Linked DNA regions of Mus musculus: all the other regions are linked to region 3. A link is a contact called in public HiChIP or PLAC-seq and promoter capture Hi-C data. All regions are on one chromosome and are shown on one strand. Each heading gives the region's core, a stretch centred on a gene start, on an enhancer-like site or on the middle of the called end of the contact. The rest is flanking DNA. Distances are from core to core; before and after follow the strand shown.

What was found. Promoter capture Hi-C pulls out the DNA fragments that hold promoters and counts their contacts. HiChIP or PLAC-seq counts read pairs in DNA pulled down with a chosen protein or histone mark.
Region 1: a promoter capture Hi-C map of liver shows a contact between it and region 3, with 10 times the contacts expected there. The contact joins the promoter of Dbnl here to the promoter of Pes1 in region 3. A contact is called at or near these places in 2 of 39 promoter capture datasets (liver and pre-B cells).
Region 2: a contact with region 3 is called in an H3K27ac HiChIP or PLAC-seq map of embryonic stem cells, with 3 times the contacts expected there. The contact joins the promoter of Gas2l1 here to the promoter of Pes1 in region 3. A contact is called at or near these places in 2 of 39 promoter capture datasets (embryonic stem cells and liver) and 4 of 115 datasets of contacts at active chromatin or transcription factors (embryonic stem cells and pancreatic cancer cells).
Region 4: a promoter capture Hi-C map of liver shows a contact between it and region 3, with 2.3 times the contacts expected there. The contact joins the promoter of Rhbdd3 here to the promoter of Pes1 in region 3. A contact is called at or near these places in 7 of 39 promoter capture datasets (the 3T3-L1 cell line, 3T3-L1-derived adipocytes, HPC-7-derived erythroid cells and 4 more), 4 of 115 datasets of contacts at active chromatin or transcription factors (cardiomyocytes, embryonic stem cells, microglia and 1 more) and 2 of 9 other capture datasets (liver and pancreatic islet).

The regions. Positions count from the first base shown.
Region 1 is chr11:5,787,231-5,789,930 of GRCm38.p6, reverse strand. It overlaps Dbnl (drebrin-like), which reads right to left and starts at 1,448. Exons shown (of 13, transcript NM_001146309.1): 1 at 1,289-1,448. The coding sequence starts at 1,371.
Region 2 is chr11:5,063,973-5,066,672 of GRCm38.p6, reverse strand. It overlaps Gas2l1 (growth arrest-specific 2 like 1), which reads left to right and starts at 1,346. Exons shown (of 7, transcript NM_144560.3): 1 at 1,346-1,458; 2 at 1,579-1,836; 3 at 2,195-2,700. The coding sequence starts at 2,215.
Region 3 is chr11:3,962,561-3,965,260 of GRCm38.p6, reverse strand. It overlaps Pes1 (pescadillo ribosomal biogenesis factor 1), which reads right to left and starts at 1,286. Exons shown (of 15, transcript NM_022889.3): 1 at 1,201-1,286. The coding sequence starts at 1,224.
Region 4 is chr11:5,097,844-5,100,543 of GRCm38.p6, reverse strand. Rhbdd3 (rhomboid domain containing 3) reads right to left here and starts at 1,271. Exons shown (of 9, transcript NM_177370.4): 1 at 978-1,271; 2 at 646-796; 3 at 1-147. Ewsr1 (Ewing sarcoma breakpoint region 1) reads left to right here and starts at 1,448. Exons shown (of 17, transcript NM_007968.4): 1 at 1,448-1,535. The coding sequence starts at 1,523.

The DNA of each region.
Region 1 (2,700 bases), core at 199-2,698, 1.8 Mb before region 3:
AGTGAGGGTGGAGGCCAGAGGCTCGTTCAACTGGAGTGGCAGCACCGTCTGCATACAGTACTGTAGGAAGCTGGGCAGTAGCATGGCTGCTGGGGCAGATGAACAGTGTATGGGGAAAGAGCAAGATCTGCACCCTCAGAAGGAACAATGGGTGGATGAGGCAGGACAATGTCAGACCAAGGTGGAGCAGATGATTCTAGTAGGAGGCTCAATGTGTGCTCGGGAGACAGACACAGGTGAGATCGTGGCCAACCTGGTCTACACAGTGAGTTCCAGGCCAGCCAGAGCTACACAGTCTCAAAAGCAAGCAAGCAAGCAAAGCAAGCAAGGTCAGTGAAGAGTTATAAGCATGGGTGAAGGGCACTGCTAGCTAGGTTGTGAGGTATTCCCCAAACAGTGATGGTTCTGAGACGACTAGAGGGCCAAAAGATAAAGAGGAGAGACAACACAGTAGAACAGAAGAGATGATTGGCCAGAGTTCTGCAATAGGGGAAGTCTCCAGGGAAGACTCAACACAGGCAAACTCAGTATAGCGCCCCTCAGTGCTGACCACAGGGTAGTGGTGGCCCCACCAGAACTCCAAAGTCCAGTTTGTGTTCCCCAGAATTTGTCCACCTGCCATACTCATCAGATGTCTGAGAAACTGAAGCACTAAAAACTGGCTAACGGAAGCATGTTAAGTAAACGGAAAGTGAAAGAGAATTACTATAGACTGGTATGCATGTAGCAGAAACCTAAGAGGGCTCAGCAGGGCCACTCCAGAAACTTCAGATCTAGTTCACAGTACTGTAATGGCTCCTGGGGTGGTGAAGGAAGGATGGAGCCTTTTCTCAAACAGGTGACAGGATCCCATTTTCAGTCCCAGAATCAGGGACCCAGACCTGTGACATCCTTGACTGAGCCCTGTGTGAGCTCATGACCTCAACCCACTGCTCACGCCGCTTTCAAGGTCTCTTCCTGAACTCAGGGTTTAGAAGACGTGGTTTCCGCCTTCCAGGGAGTTGGGGAACTGCGCGGGACCCCTTTGTCCAGTGAGGTCCCAGAAACGCAGAGCCTGGCGGAAAGCAGAAAGCACAACCAGGCAGAGATCTTCAGGGCAGAGCCGACCGACCACTAGGTGGCAGGGGAGAGGCCCGGGGGTACTCGCCGGGGGGACGGCGGTGGCGAGGGTGGGGTAGCATCTCGCTAGGCTTCAGGAAGGTGGACAGGTGATCCTGCAATACTACGGCTACGCCGCGACCTCCACCTTCCCGCTCTGGCGCCTCTCCGGCCCCGCCTTGCTGCCTACCAGTCGGTCGGGGATTTCTCGGTGACTACGCGCACGTAGGCCTCCTGCAGCGCCGGCCCGTTCCGGCTCAGGTTCACCGCCATGGCACGCCCCACGGTCCCCGCGATGCAGCAGCTTCAGCTTTCTGCCGGCCTCCAGTGACGGCCGGAAGCCCCGCCCCGGAGGCCGGAAGCCTCGCCTCTGACGTGCAGAAGCCGCGCCCAAGAGGCCGGAAGCGGAAGTGGAGAGAAGGCGAGCTAGGCTGAGGGTAAAGTTGAGGCGGGGTGCTGGTGAATGAAGATCCACGAGAGGCGGGCCTGCCCGTAGGTCCTCGTTCGTCCGCATCTGCAGGGCGTGGGCTCGATTTAGAGCTTCACGCTGGTTCGTCTCTCATTAGTTAATGTATTTTGTTTAAGAGCAAGCTGTATGCGCGCAGGCGCCTCGGAAATTTCATCTGATAGTCGGACATGATGGCTACGCCTTCAACCCCAGCCTAGCCCGGTGTACAGCGCAAGTTCCAGGATGGCGAGGGCTAGGCAGAGAAGCCCTGTTTGGAAAAACCAAAGAAGAAAAGGAAAAAAACATGAATCTGCTGTGTTAGGCGTAGAGGTACAAGCCTGTGATCCTAGCGCGCAACTGGCAGAGGCAGAAGCTTGAGTTCTAGCCCGGCCTGGGCATTGCCTAGATCTTCTAAATAAAGTAAAATGAAATATTTGATGTGATAGTGGGGTAATGAAGAGAACCTGCTTTGTGCTTCACTTCTATTTCCAGACAGTTGCCTGAACGTCCCTATGAGAGACCATACTCTGTTGTCGTAAACTAAAACGAACCCTTACTTCTCTAAACTGCTTTTAGCTAGGGCATTTTATCACAGCAACAGAAATGAAACTAGAACAGTGGGGGTCGAAGTTACATTTAAAATGTTGCAAGAATGGGGCTGGAAGTGTTGTTCGTGTATTTAATCTCAGCACTGGGGAGGCAGAGGCAAGCCTGGTCTACATAGTTGAGTTCCAGCCTATCTCAAAGACAAAAAAAGGGGTGGAGGGGCTGGAGAGATGGCTTGGTGGTTAAGAGCACTGACTGCTCTTCCAGGGGATCCAGGATTGATTCCTAGCACCTATGTGGCAGCTCACAACCCTCTGTAACTCCAGCCCTAGCCCTCATCTAGTCTCTGCTGGGACTAGGTATGGCCATGGTGCACTTAAACAATCACACAATATAAAAATAAGATGGGTGTGGTGGCACATGACTTCAATCCCTGAACCTGGGAAGCAAAGGCAGATAGATCTCTGAGTTTGAGTCCAGCCTGGTCTACATAGTGGATTACTGGCTATAAGTGAGTCCCTCTCTCAAAAAAGTATTAAAAAAGAAACTTCTGGCTGGGCAGTGGTGGCGCACGCCTTTAGTCCCAGCATTTGGGAGGCAGAAGCAGT
Region 2 (2,700 bases), core at 97-2,596, 1.1 Mb before region 3:
CACACTCACCTCACTAACATACATCATCAGTTTTCAACAGGCAGTCAAGATCCAGCATCCCCTCTCCCCATTCAACCTAAACCACTTGCCTCCCTCAGAGGCTTCCCTGACCCTGACCCTGACGCTGCAACAACAGCAGTTACAGGAGCCCTTATGGCTGCTACGTCAGCCTCTCCTAAATTCCTCCTTAGAGAGAGGCCTGGGATCCCAACAGAGAGAGCACACCATGAGTTCAAAGCCAGCTCAGGCTACATAGCAGAACTCTGTAAAAGTAATGACATGGTGGAACATTCCTTTAATCCCAGCACTCAGGCGGCAGAGACAGGCAGATCTCTATGACTTTTGAGGCCAGCCTGGTCTATATAGGGAGTTCCAGGCCAGCCTGGTCTACATAGTGAGATCCTGCCTCAAAACCACAACAAACTCCAACAATAATAATTTAATAATAATTAACAAATAAACCGGGGGCTGGGGAGATGGCTCAGTGGTTAAGAGCACCAACTGCTCTTCCGAAGATCCGGAGTTCAAATCCCAGCAACCACATGGTGGCTCACAACCATCCGTAACAAAATCTGATGCCCTCTTCTGGAGTATCTGAGGACAGCTACAGTGAACTTACATATAATAAATAAATCTTTAAAAAAAAACAAACAAATAAACCTCTCTTCCATGACCTTTGAAAAGCATGGTCCACAAGGCCCTAATGTTTCACCACTTCAGCCTTGCAAACCTACCCATTTTTCTTTCCTTCTTCCTTCCTTTCCTTTTTTTGAGATAGGCTTCCTCAGTGTGAAAAACTTTCCCTCTAGATGACTCTCAGCTTCCTCCGTCGCCTCCTTCCTTGATCTGAGTTAAAATTAAGTCCACACACCCCCACAAGATTTCCAGTCTCTCTCCAGCATCTCACTCCTCTCTCGGGCGACAGTAGGGGGCAGGATTCCCTAGATCTTCCAGGTTCCTCCTAAGGCGTGTAGTTGCCCCTGCCACACCCCCTCTTTTAACCTAACCCGCAGCCACCTTCCGATCCCTGAGCCTCATCGTCCTTGTACCTTAAGCTATCCCTGGGCCGTCCTGCAGGAAGAGCACCCAGTTATCTGACTTGCAGAGGTCCACCCGGGACGGAGGTGACTCTGCAGTCCCCGGCCCCTATCGCTTCCGGGGAGGCCACTGTCACGGGGGAAGGACAGCTGAAAGGATCTGAACCCCGCCTAGGAAGACCCAGACCCGGAGTTAAAGGGGGGGTGAGGTGGGGGTGATGCCTTAGGGCCTAAGGCCCGAGAAAGGCACGGCCCCTTTAAGAGCGCAGCTCCGCCCCTTCCTGGCCGGATCCAAATTCCAGGGGGGCGGGGCAGAGCGGACGCCTGGAAGCAGCGATCTCGGGCGACGCCTGTGTGCGGCGGCGCGGCCCGGCTCCGGCCCCGCCGGGGCGATGCTCCCCGGGGCGGCGGGGTGAGCCAGGTGAGCGCGGGGACCCCCAGGAGCCCTAGCCAGAGTGCCTGGAGGTGGGCCGGGCGGTGCGGGCTCTCTGCTTCCCAGGGCTGTGTGACCCTGACTGGGCACTCACCCTCTCTGGACCAGGCCTCGAGCACTGCGGAGGCTCGCGGGGGCCGTTCGGAGTCCCGGCCTTTCAGGCACCAGCTCGGGCGGCTTTTCGCAGCAGGAATCCGGCCTGCCTGGGTGACCCGATTCCTCCACCCACTGCTCTGCGACCTTCGGCGAATGCCTGCCCTTACTGCGCCTCAGTTTCCTCATCTGTAGAATGGAGACGCGGTCGCCGCTCAGCCTGTGGCGCGGCCCTTAGCGGAGAGGAGAAGGGAAAGGCGGGACTTCGTGCAGGTTATGGGCTGAGCAATGGAAACAGTCTCTCCGTGGTTCTGGGCGAGGCTCCTCTCCTGTCCCTCCCTACCCACATGTCTTCATGTTTTTAAATGGCATTTCTTCCTCGTGGGTGCCAACTTGTCCCCAGCCACCCTCTCCCGACCAGCCAGACAGCAAACATAAACACTACAATGGTGTAAATGTTACTGAGTCCCTTAAAGCAGGTCATGGCACCGTGAGAACAATGTGGTGCTACGTTTGCTTGTTCACAGCTTGCTCTTAAACTTAGCGTCTCCCCTGAGTGGCGGGCTGGTAGAGGTGGACCATTCTGAACCCTTTCGAGTCTTCACAGCAATCCTGACCTATGTCCCCACAGTGACTCCACTGGCTCTGGGCATGGCGAACCCAGTGGCGGGCATCGCAGGCTCTGCCGCCAAGAGTGTGCGACCCTTCCGATCCAGTGAGGCCTATGTGGAAGCCATGAAGGAAGACCTGGCCGATTGGCTCAATGCTTTGTACAGTCTAGGTCTCCCCGGCAGTGGCGATGGCTTCCTCACGGGGCTGGCCACAGGCACAACCCTGTGCCAACATGCCAACGCTGTCACCGAGGCTGCCCGGGCTCTGGCTGCTGCCCGTCCAACCCGAGGTGTGGCCTTCCAGGCACACAGTGTGGCGCCTGGCTCCTTCATGGCCCGAGACAACGTGGCCTCTTTCATCGGCTGGTGCCGGGCTGAGCTGGGCGTGCCTGAAGTGCTCATGTTTGAGACAGAGGACCTGGTGCTACGCAAGAACGAGAAGAGTGTGGTGCTCTGCCTGCTGGAGGTCGCCCGGCGTGGGGCGCGCCTTGGCCTGCTTGCCCCGAGGCTGGTACAGTTCGAGCAG
Region 3 (2,700 bases), core at 37-2,536:
CCACAGTCTCCTTACAGAAGCAAGAATAACTCAGATCAAGTCACTTACTTTCTTTGTCTTCTCCACTCAGAATAAGTTCCAGCCTCACATGATACGGCCCCAGCCTCACCTAGACAGCACCTCACTTATTTACATCTCACAGCCATGCTACTGTCTGTCCAAAACCCTGCACACCACCTGCCTCTCTTTCCTACTGGCCGTGGAATTCACTTCTGTTTTCTCTGCTAAGCACTTCTGAATGAAAAAAGAAAAACAGCAAGCTTTCACATTAATTATGATTAAGAAGCTTAAACTTGGGAAACAAGGTTGCATAGGAAGAAGAAACTGTCTCTAATCTGAGACAACAGAGCTAAAACTGCACTGACTTCTGCTTTTAACCTGCTCACCCTTTCCCCTTTTCTAAAGAAAAAAAAAAAAAAGGTCATTTTCTCCCTTGAGAATTGAGCACCACCAATATCACACGGATAGCAAGTTCCATCTGCTAAAGATAAAACTATCATAACCAGAGCCTGTAAAGGAACAAAAGGGTCATCCTAAAATATAAGATTGTGACAACGCCTAACCCCATATAAACCATCAAACACAGAGACGGCTAAGAGACGGCTGGAAGCTACAGCTGCACGCTGATATTAGTCTCTCCTTTCTCTGAGTGCCGAGAATTCTCTTAGGGGAAGGTTGGGGACCATCCACACTTCCCAACATTTTCATGCCCCAGACTAAAGTGTTCTTTAAGTACTGATTTCCACTAAAATGCTACGTCAGAAGAGGACCTACAAGACAACACTAATCGGATTAAGCGCCTGTTGATACTCTCCACTCTACTGCTCCTCCCTCCCTCCCTTTCTCAGGAGCGCACTTAAAAACCCTTAGCCACTTTATCTGAAGTTGACACTGGGAAAGCGGGGCCGCATCTGACTGCTTACTTCTCAATTCCCAGTACCTAGGACCGGGCCTGGCTCAATTAAGAAAGTCCCAAGTCTTGATAATGAATTCTACGTCCCGTTGGTCACTGATCACTCTTTTGGCGGCTCCGCCTGTCTCCACAACTCCTTCCACAGAAAGCCCGTCACAGTTCTTCCCGGCTTCCAGGGGCCTACGTGCAGAAGGTTCGCTCCGGCGGCCGTCTCAAGACTTCTCGGTCCCCAGAGGCCAGGGAAAGTGATAAAGCCGGAGCTCCGACCTCCGCTGGAACTCACTCACCTTCTTCTTCTCCAGACCTCCCATAGCTCCACGTTGAGAAATTCAAGGCAGCCAGAACACCAGAGCTACTTCCTCCCGCACGTGCCCTGCCTAGGGCCCTGAAGGACCCCACGCCGCCAGCTGAGGGCTGTCTGAAAATATGCCTGTACAAATCCAGAGAAAGTTGTGCTTTTGGCGACCTCGTTATTTACAACCAAATTCTCTAAAGCTCAACAATTGTGGTAGTTCTTTCAGTTCTTTTCTTAGTTACCAAAATCTATAGACAAGCTTTAAAGCAACATGGAAATTTAGGCAGTTTTATAAGCACCCTAGACACGGTTGTTTGAGCACGCGAGCCCCAGTGCATTTTGGGATACAGCAGGACTGAAGGGATGGGAGACAGACAGCCCGGAGCCTTCTGGGATTCAGAGAGCTCTGTAGTTTGGCCTCTAATCCAGAGATCCGCCTGCCTCTGCCTCCAGAGTACTGGGATTAAAGATGTGTGTCACCACGCCTGGCTGATGTTTTCTTTAAAAACCAAACCAACCAAACAAACAAACAAAAACAGAAATGCTCACTAAACCTAAAGCTACTAGTTTTTGTAATGCTAGGCCAGTGAGTTTAAGGGAGTTCAATTGTCATGGCAACGGTTGCTAGGCGTTGTAAACCCAGCTGACCAGATTTTGCCTTGTTGACCTTAGATTCAGCTGCACCTAGTTTGTTCAAGTTAGAATAAAATAGAGCAAAGGCCGACCTTTGACCTCCCACGGACACGGAGAGGGTCTAAGGAACTGCTTATATTTGGGGAATGAGTTGAGGCAGAAGGGACGGATCTCTGTGAGTCCGAGGCTAAGTTCCAGGACAGCGAGGGTATTGAGTGACGCACTGTCGAAACAAAACAAAAATGAAAAGAAAGAAAAATAATGGAAGGCATAGCATGATGGTGGTGCCTGTAATCCCAGCACACAGGAGTCTGAGGCTGGGAGAGCACAAGTTTCAGGCCAGCCTGTGCTAGAGATAGTGTTTCAAAACAACAAAACCAAGAAAACAAAACAGGACTGAGGAGATGGCCCAGTGGACAGAATTCCTGACATGCAAGCATAAGGATATGGAGTTCAGATCTGCAACACACACATAAAAGTTGTGCGCACATTTAAAACATATCATTCCATCTATAAAGATAATTTTTAAACTTATGAGATCTGATGATAGGTTTAAGTCAGTCTTAAAGGTGGTAATTTCATGTTTATAAAAAAGTTAAAATTTATGACTTTTTTATCAATTTCCTTTAAATTTTATTACTTTTACTTCAAAATGTTAAAAAAATTCTTGGTTTTCTGCTTAAAGTCATGTATAGCTGAAATGTAACTTTGAAAGATGAGTTTAATAAGAATGAACATTCTCTTTATCAGTATTTATAAGAGTGGTTTTGTATACTTGATACAGTAAGCATATTTATCTCTTTAAAAAAGAAACTGTGATTTCCATATGTTGAATATATATTTATACTAAAATAAAGTA
Region 4 (2,700 bases), core at 22-2,521, 1.1 Mb before region 3:
TTACAACCATTCCATCCCTGGGCACTAGGGGACAGGTCCATGGACATAGGGAACTGGGCCTCGAGTCCTCTGGACCAGTCTCTTCTCTTTCTTGGCGATAGGAATGGAAACTAGGGCCTCATACATCATAGGCAAGCCGTAACACTCCTGCAACCATATCTTCAATTAATAAAACGTAACTTGTAAGAATCCAATAATGAATCCAGCTGCTCCTCCTAGAACACAATACACGCCTTTCTCCCCTTCAGATTCCGACCGGCCTCTAGTGAGACACTATGAGTGGCGAACTAACAGACTCGGACGCCTGGATCTCTCACCTGAAGGTGATTTTACATAAAATGGGGAACTGGGGGGCTACACATCGGGCTCCCAGCTCCCTTCCCTGCCTGCCCCGGGCCAGAAGCTCCGGCATTGAAGCCACGCCCATCCTCAGAAGGGTGCGACACGCCTACTTCTCCCACATGGACCCTGGTTTCTTCCGAGTCCTCGCCCGCCATGCTAATGTTTGTCTGTGTCTGTCCACTGTGTCAGTAACTCTCAGAAAAGCAAAACCAAAAACCCCACCAATCGCCAACAATCCGCCTCAGTGTCTTTCTGGAGCCCTTGTCAGAGACCTCAGAGCTATGCATATCACACCCTGCCTACCTTGCAGGGAAGCCAGGAGGACAGAGTGGGAAGGCAAGGACAGTGTGGCGAAGCTTCCGGGCGGTGTACAGAGAGGGGAGGCCCGGGGTCTGGGTCGCATTCAGCTTTGTAACTTTAAGGAAAGAACTCAATTTCGTGGGTTCTGGGTTTTCTGTTGAAACAAGGGGATGGGTTGAAGGACGATCACAGGGCTTCTCAACCCCGACCGTTACTGGGGTCGGGCGCGGCATTCCCGGCCTCCCTCCCAAGCCGACGGCCCTCGGTCCCCTCCCCCGCCCGCTCAGGCCACGCGTCCAGGGGCCTGGGGAGCATGTCCTCCCACCCCCACCCACCCTAGAAAACCGAGCAGGGGGGCCCGCCCGGTAAGTCCGGCCGCCGGTTCCAGGCCGAGCCCTCGGTGCCCGAAACCCGCTGCACGCACACAGAGGCGCGTGATCCCGCCCGCCGATTAGTCAGCAGTTGTTTCAGGCCGGCCGGGATCCCTTCCCCCAGCCCTCCCGCCAGCCTCCGTCTCCCTCCAGGGCAGACTCTTCAGAGACGGTCCCTAGAGCCAGCGGGCGTAACCATTCCGAGCCACCGCGCCTCGCGCCAAGGAGCTCTCGGGTTCGTGGGTAACCCTCGCTCACTGGCGCGCTGGCCCCCGAGGCGCCTTTTTTTTTTAGACCACTCGTCACGTCCGGCTCTTTGGGAGAGGATCGGGTCAACGGTTTCGGGAGCGAAGAGCCGAAGAGCTCCGGTTCGCTCCTCTTCGGCCACCCCCGAGGCCTGGCCCGATGGTAGCGTCCGAGGTTGCGGGTTTCGCGCCTGCGCAGTGCGGCGCCTAGGGGGAACGCGAGAAGGAGACGGACGTTGAGAGAACGAGGAGGAAGGCGAGAAAATGGCGTCCACGGGTAAGCGGAGTGGGATCGCGGTCCCGCCGGCGACAGCTGGGACACCCAGACTGGGAGGCGCTCGTCTCTGGGGGTGGCAGGGATGACTGAGTGAAGTCGCCGAAAGGGGTTGGAGTTCCCGCCGCGGCCCGACGAGCTCGGGGGTGGGGGTGGGGGATCCGCGTTCCCTTCCCCTCCCCCACTAGGCGGGCTGGTTCTGGAACCTTTTGGCGGCCGCGTTGCGCGCGAGGGCCTCGCGGTAGCTGAGGCGTGCAGAGCCCGTCCAGGCCTCCTTTGTGTGGTGGTTGTCGGGGCCGGGTGCTCCGGGTCTCTCGCCACGTGGGCCGGGCCTAGGGCCTCCGAGGGCCCGAAGGGGACCGCGGCTGGGCCTGGAGCCCATCACCCCGAAGGCGCGTGAAGCGAGGTGTCTGATGGCGGCTCGAGAAGCCGTGGCCGGTTTCCCGTGGAACGTCTCCTCCCATCGCTAGCCCCAGGGCAAGTGTTTACTGTGTAGGGACTCAGAAAAACAAACAAAAAGCCGTCGCGAATGTGTAAGCTGAGGGGCGCCGGCTTAAGAGGGGAGCCCCATTATCCCCCAGGCCTGGCCCGGCCCGACCAAGCTGCCCCCTCGGAGGACCTAGTTGGTTCCCCTAAATCTTCGTGCTCCCCACTCAAGAGGCTTCGATTTAATCATGAGTTAACTCCACCTCCTTCCCTACCCAAAAAGCAGTGGCTTCCCAGTGTCCTTTTCTCAGCAACCGGCGCGGGGGATCGGTTGTATAACAAGGTCCGTCTGGATCCGGAGAGGAGACTCTTTTCCAGAAAGAGATTTCTAGCAGCTTTGATCCAGGAGAGGCAGAAAAGCCTCGGCACGCCACGTTTCTGTAGGCCTGCTCGTTAAGCTAGCCGGCTGATTTATTTCTTGGCCCTATTGAGGCCAGGGGAAGAGACCCATAGCGGATTTTGAAAGTCCAGGGCGGGAACTCTAGAATGTGATGGTTATGTTGTGGTCCTTACCGAGAGAATAAGTGTAGCCTAGCCCTCACCTGCAGTTTAGAATACAGTTAACTGGCACAGTGGCGGGTTTTTTGTTTGTTTTTGTTTTTGCTTCTAGCGGAATCTAGGGTCTGGTGATGTGGCCTTGGAGGCAGGAGGAGAAAACAAGTGGGGGTGACAGGAAAAGCTC